Linked DNA regions of Rattus norvegicus: region 2 is linked to region 1. Evidence: chromatin contacts called from public Hi-C data. All regions are on one chromosome and are shown on one strand. The core of a region is the stretch at or near the end of the contact, and the rest is flanking DNA. Distances in the headings are between cores, read along the strand shown. Region 1 has its middle 31 kb from the start of Pdcl3. Region 2 has its middle 8.3 kb from the start of Npas2.

Region 1 (3,361 bases), core at 574-3,073:
AGATGTTTCTTTTGTAGTGTGTGTGTTTGTGTGTGTGTATGTGTGCATGTGTAGGATCAGAGTCATTCGGCCTAGTTCTTGGTCTTGCCCCAGGATGAGCTTTTCCAACATGGAAGGGAACTTTGGTGGGAGTGGTGTGGGGATGAAGGGGTTAGGTGATGGAGGGAGGTGTCAGGCAGGTCAGGGGGCTCAGGGAGTCAGGGAGATGTTTTGAAAGGTGGCTTGTTCTTAACCCAGCCTGGTGATGTAGGCCTGCCATCCTAGGTATTTGCGAAACTGAGGCAGGAGGATCTCAAATTCAGGGACAGTCTGGGATATAGAGTATGTTCAAGGACAACATAATGATACTCTATCTCAAGATGACGATGACGACAATGATGACAAATAATAACAACAACACAGGCCTGAGGCTGTGACTCAGTGTTAGAACTCTTACTCCATGAAACCTTAGCTCAGTCCCCTGCACTGAAAAAATGGTCATTCTTTACCTATTTTATTGAGATATTGCTTTGTTTTTTGGTTTGTTTCTTCAACACAATCAAGACACTCTCCCTCAGACACAGAACAATCTCACACAGCCCCTCCTTCTGTGAGATTCCTTTCATAGCTGATCCTGCATTGTCTGGGGCTGACTAACCACCGCAGCCCACTTTTTTGTGTGTCTGAAATATCCTGTAATAGCAGAATAAATCCAAAGCTAGTGGCTTAAAACAAGAGGGGGGAAACAAAACAACAAAACAAAACAAAACAAGCCAGGCCTTGTTAGTCTTTCTAATTTATCTTCTTTACATTGAAGTTCAGCACAAAAACTGAATTGAATGTCTTGAATTTGAATTTGAATGTTTACAAAAATATTATTTATTTTCCTAAATATATTGTTTGCTGGTAGGATTTTGGAGCTTTCTGAATGAAATCCTTAATAATAATAATAATAATAATAATAATAATAATAATAATAATAATAATAATAACAACAATAATTTAAAAATTCTGGTTGTTGGTCTACTGGGCAATTTAATGTTCTCTCTGTTTTCCTCCCTACCCTTCCACTTCCGCCCCCTTTTCTCCCTCTCTCCAGGGTCTTTATCCCAGGATAGCCTTGAACTCAGTATGTTGGCAAGAATGATCTCAAGTGTCTGTCCCCACCTTCCCAGTGCTGTAATTAAATATGCGAGCACAGGGGCTGGGGATTTAGCTCAGTGGTAGAGCGCTTACCTAGGAAGCACAAGGCCCTGGGTTTGGTCCCCAGCTCCGAAAAAAAGAACCAAAAAAAAAAAAAATGCGAGCACAATTATTTTAGTAGTTTTACAAAAATAAATTTGACTCTGGGAACATAGTCGTTGGGGGAAAAAGGTTTTCCTATATGCTGAGGACCAATCAGTAGATTACAGGGCTCTCAAGTCGGGCTGGGGGAGGAGCTAGAAGGGCTCTAGAGACGGGAACACTGAGATAGAGCGAGACAACAGTATGGGGTTCCTCAAGTTGCAGGTGTCTGCCCTTGGTATCACCTACTATGTGCCCATTGAGCCAGTCCTGCAACATCTTCCACAAATGCCTGGTACCTGTGGGTGGAGCCGTCAGGCAGACACGTACATACATATGCACGCATGCACGCACGCACGCACAAACACGCGCACGCACAGGTGTGATCCATTGGGCCACTGCTCCCATATCCACCTTGCATTTCCACCCCAGAAGAAACCTATTTGAAGATGGTGGGTAGTGAGCTTGGCAGGAGCCGGGGGCGGGGAGCAGCCTCGCGAGCGGCTTTTCCTGTACCCTTTCTCTTACAGCTTTGGATACACTCCATCCTCTCCCACGCACATTGCTCATAACGCGTTAGTCACCATAATCTTAATCTACTGAACAATAACACTCTGTGCTCCTTCATAGCGCCCCGGGAAGTGATTTCGTGGCTGTCATGACACTTAACACGGCGTCGCCATAGAGGCGCTGGGCCACATTTACTTCGGAGAAGTTAAGCTGCTTGTGGGATTTTAGCAGCAGAAGTTTAGAGCACAAAATTACCTGAATTGACTCAAGCAAATGGCAAACAGTTTCTCGCAACGAATTTAATTATTTCGGTTCTTTGCTTTCTTTCCTTGGAATATTTGCCTTCTATCTGACCATTAAATTATGCCTGTTCTGAGGTTACCTGCCTTGTAGCCATCTCTGTCTCATGGGCTTAGGAACATGAGGAGGGTGTTTGAATTCAAGCACTACCCTTGGCTGTATGTCTGTCTTCTTTGGTGAAATATGGAAACGATGTACCCATAAAGGCAGCGTGATGGTTTGAGATAGTTCCCAACAGGTGAGCTCTACCAACTCTCGACTGATCAAAATCTGCACCGTATGTAAATTCATCAATAAAAGTCTGTAATTAGCCAGGCCCCTGCCAAGCAGAAGTTGCATCATTTGGGTCTCCACTGATCAGAGCCTCAATGCGCAGGCTTCCACCAATAGGATTGGTTCATCCTCAGGCAGGAGTCACAGGTGGAAACAAATGACCAGGCAGGACTTCCCTGACCCAAAACCTCTGCGTGGCACTTGGCAGTAAAGTTTTCCACTACCCTCTCCTCATGCCCATGACAGACCCTGGGGCCGAGAATCTCTGCCTGTCACCATTGCTGTTTTGCATCTTGGTAATCCGATTTTATGTTTTTGAATAACAGTGGTCACACACTAAATTTGTTTGTTTCTTCAAAAGCCTCCCAAGCTCATGAATAAGCAATAAACCTCAGAATTATCCTGGCCAAACTTGGAGTCTTCGTCATCACAAAACACATCCATCAGGGCAGATGCATAGCTCAGTGATAAGTGTGCATGCTTGAGACCCTACATACATAAACACACAGAGGCACACACTCATGCACACGTGCACACACATACATGGACTCACATGCACACACACATGCACACGTGCACACACATACATGGACTCACATGCACACACACATGCACACACACATGCACACGTGCACACACATACATGGACTCACATGCACACACACATGCACACACATGCACACACACATGCACACACACATGCACACGTGCACACACATACATGGACTCACATGCACATGTGCACACACATACATGGACTCACATGCACACACACATACACACACACTTTGGCAAAAAGCCTTCACTGCTTCGTGCTGTTTGAGCAGAATGAACCTGGGTGTGTCTGTGTACATCACCAGCAGCCTCTAATGCTAATGGTTCTTTGAACACCAGCTGCTCTACCGTCCCCCTTTACCATGGCAACATTTCTGGAGAATTGCTGCTGTGGGAGGACTTGATTCTTCTGGTTGTCGTGGCTGACTCTGAGCCTCCCCAGCCCCAGAGACTACCAACC
Region 2 (3,361 bases), core at 297-2,796, 190 kb after region 1:
ATTGGCATCTATCTCAGATGTTATACCCTTTATCCCATTAAATGCCAAGCAGTCTGGTCCCCAGAAGAAATTCGCTCTGTTTCTAGCTTTACTTGTATCAGCCATTCACATCAACAGACTTCTTGGTCCTTGGGACTACCTTCTTTCACCCGGAATACTTGTCTCGTGGTTCATTCACGGTGTACTCTGTGTCAGGACACTGCTCCTATTATGGCCAAATGACATTCCATTGTGTAAGTAATCCCATGGTTGTGCTTATCCACTCAGATGACACAGGAGCGGTTTCCGGGTTGGAGTTCTAATAAGGAATGCTGCTGTGAGCATTCGTGCATACGCACGCTCTTTCACCTCTCCTGGGTGTATCCTTACGCACTGAACCGACATGTTCTGTGGCAACTCTGTGTGTGTCTTCTGAGAGAACTGCCCAAGTGCTTTCAGACGGTGCCCGCGCCATCTTCCGTCCACACCAGCAGCCTACGAAGGTTCTGGCTCTCGAATTTTCTAGCAGTGAATGTTATTTGCATTTTGTTTCTTTTCTAAATTATAGCTGTTGTGGTTTGGATATGGAGTGTTCTCCAAGAGGCTCATGTATTGAAGACTTGGTCCCTGGCTGATGGAACCAGGCATTGAAGGAGTGAGTGGATCCTGAGGCTGTGATGTCATCACTGGGTTAGCCCTTTGGTGGTGATAATGAGTCTGTCAGGAGGTGGCAGTAAGTAGAGAAAATGAGACTTAGTTGGGGGAAGTAGGTGTGGGTCACTTGGGACATACTATGGAAACATAACTTGCTCCTCTCTGTCCCTCTCTGTCCCTCTCCTTCTCTCTCTGTCTCTGTCTCCCTGTCTCTCTATGTCTCTGCCCTTCTGTCTCTGTCTCTCTCTCTGTCTCTGTCTCCCTGTCCCTGCCTGTCTCTGTCTCTCTGTTTCCCTGTCTCTTTCTGTCTCTGCCCCTCTGTCTCCTTGTCTCTCTCTGTCTCTATGTCTCTCTGCCTCTCTGTCTCTGTCTCCCTGTCCCTGCCTGTCTCTGTCTCTCTGTTTCCCTGTCTCTTTCTGTCTCTGCACCTCTGTCTCCTTGTCTCTCTCTGTCTCTATGTCTCTCTGCCTCTCTGTCTCTGCCTCCCTGTCTCTCTCTGCCTCTGCCACTCTGTCTCTGTCTTCATTTCTCTGTCTCTCCGCTTCTGTCTCTATTTCTCTGTCCCTCTGTCTCCCTGTCTCTGTCTCTCTGCGCCTCTCTCTCTTTTCTCCCTCTCTCCTTCCTGGGAGTTCAGAGGTGAACAGCCATTACAAGGTCCTACCACCATGATAATCAGCCTTACCTCAAGCCCAAAGCAATGGATCCAAGCAGCCTTGAAACTGGAGCCAATCAAACATTTCTTCCCTCTAAACTGTTCCTCTCAAGTGTTTGATAGAAAATTATCACAATAGCCAAACTAATGAATATGAAATGGAATTTCATTGTGGTTTTAGCTTGCATATCCTTAGTGACTCATGATATCAAATGACTTACTATTCGTTTACAGGTCCAGTGTACGTCTTTTGGGGGGAAAAGTCCATTCAGGCCTTCACTCATTTTGAGTGGATTATTTGTCCTTTATTCTTTAGCTGTGGGAGTTCTTTTATGTTCCAGATACAAAAACCCCCTTATCCAGACATGGCTTTGCTTTCTGTACTTTTGGTTCCAGTGGAAAATATTAAATAAAAATTCCCAGAAATAAATAACTCTTAAATTTGAGATAACTTTGTCTTATAGTAATTCTTTTAATTCTACCCATTTTATTATCAGCTTTTATTTGTTTCTTATTGCACTCAATATAACCTTTAAGCTTTATCGTAAGAACATCTGGGAAAACCTAGAGTGAATGGAAGGTTTGATGATGTACGCGGTCCAGGGGTCCCGGCATCTGCTGGTCCCCGGGGACTCTATGACTAAGGGTGATTGTTTACTACTGGCTGAAAACAGTCTCTCCCATTCTGCTACATGTCTTGCTACATTTTGCAATGGTATTTCCACAATCTTCATACCTAAAGAGATCCAGCTTTGTGGTGGTTGTTGTCTGTGGGATTGAGGGGAGGGAGAAACGTTATAACTAAAAGTCCTTTGACAAAGGCAAGGCCTTAGAGATGCATTTTTTTTTCACATTTTTCATCGTCTACATGAGGGCGTGCAATCCATGCTGACTTGTTAAATGGTGTGAGGTAGGGCTCCACTTCAGCCTTCTGTGTGTTCATGTACACTTGTTCCAGCATTACTCTTTTAAAAAGAAATAATAATAATAATAATTTTCTCATTGAAAAGCCAGGATCTATAACATAAATATTTATACATAATATAGACATTTATATAAATATTTATGTCTGGGCTTGCACTGTAATCCCTTGATGCTTTACTCCTGCCAGTCACCCATACGCTATACTGATATCGTTGTATTACTTCAGTTACAGATGTCTATTTCTTGGCTTGACAGCCCAGATGATTTCTTTTAGACCACCAGCTCCTGTGAGTTCAGGTGGGACCCACTGAATCTGATTCACGTAATCATTGACGTCACTGTGGCCAATCACCCCCTTAACACTCTTCCCTGCTAATCAGGATCAAGCCCAGAGCCATACACCATGCTCAGCGAGAGCTGGGCCACTGAGTTACATCTCCATCCTTGCGTGGGATCCCTCTCTGACCCGTTTCCCTGCTGTTAAGGCTATGGGAAAATTACAGCCTGAAGACCCCATCAATGCTCTGATGTATACTTGCTTGGCCGAATGTCCTGACAGATTGCTGGAGAAGTCAGATACAGGAGAATGCCTTAGAACACTTCATTTCCACAGGGAGGTGTGAGTGAGCAATGAAGAGGTGAGTACCAGATGTAGAGAGGAGGGGAGAAAATGAATTTGGAACTCGGAAGAGGGGACTGGACGAGGTGACATGTTAAAATTACCATCAATCTCCCGATTGTGTGCCCCTAAGCCAACATAATAGCAGAATACTCAGACTACAAGGAACTGAAACCCTCTGGTCCTCCAATCTAATGCCTGCCCTGTAGGAACATTTTTAAAGGGGGACAGGTGTGGTGGCGTGCACCATGAATCCCAGCACTCAGGAAGCAGAGACAGGTGCTTTTCTGCCTTGATGCCAGCCTGGTAAGCACAGTGAGCTTCAGGCCAGCCAAAGTACATAGCAAGATTCTGTCTAAAACAAAACAAAAACTGCCCTCAGAAAGCAGTTATAAAAGTTAACTCAACAAAGGCATGTGACTCTACTAACTGTGGCCATGCACAAGTTGCCCAAGCAGCTCAAACCACAAGAGCAGAACAACCAGCTACAAAAGGAGGCTGATTGATATAGTTTGCCCCAGACGGCAAATCAG

The links. Hi-C and Micro-C count contacts between places; a contact is called where the count stands out from the background.
Region 2: a contact with region 1 is called in a Hi-C map of Schwann cells, with 3 times the contacts expected there. The contact joins two enhancer-like sites. A contact is called at or near these places in 6 of 12 Hi-C or Micro-C datasets (the Rat2 cell line, Schwann cells, frontal cortex and 3 more).

What each region holds. Positions count from the first base shown.
Region 1 is chr9:48,759,273-48,762,633 of GRCr8, forward strand. No RefSeq gene overlaps it. Among named protein-coding and RNA genes, the nearest start is that of Pdcl3, 31 kb to the left of the region's middle. Within about 2 kb of position 1,824, at least 11 of the 93 cell types and tissues checked have an H3K27ac peak or open chromatin away from gene starts, as enhancers often do. A contact at or near this core is called in Schwann cells, where this site is marked.
Region 2 is chr9:48,949,570-48,952,930 of GRCr8, forward strand. No RefSeq gene overlaps it. Among named protein-coding and RNA genes, the nearest start is that of Npas2, 8.3 kb to the right of the region's middle. Within about 2 kb of position 1,547, at least 1 of the 93 cell types and tissues checked has an H3K27ac peak or open chromatin away from gene starts, as enhancers often do. A contact at or near this core is called in Schwann cells, where this site is marked.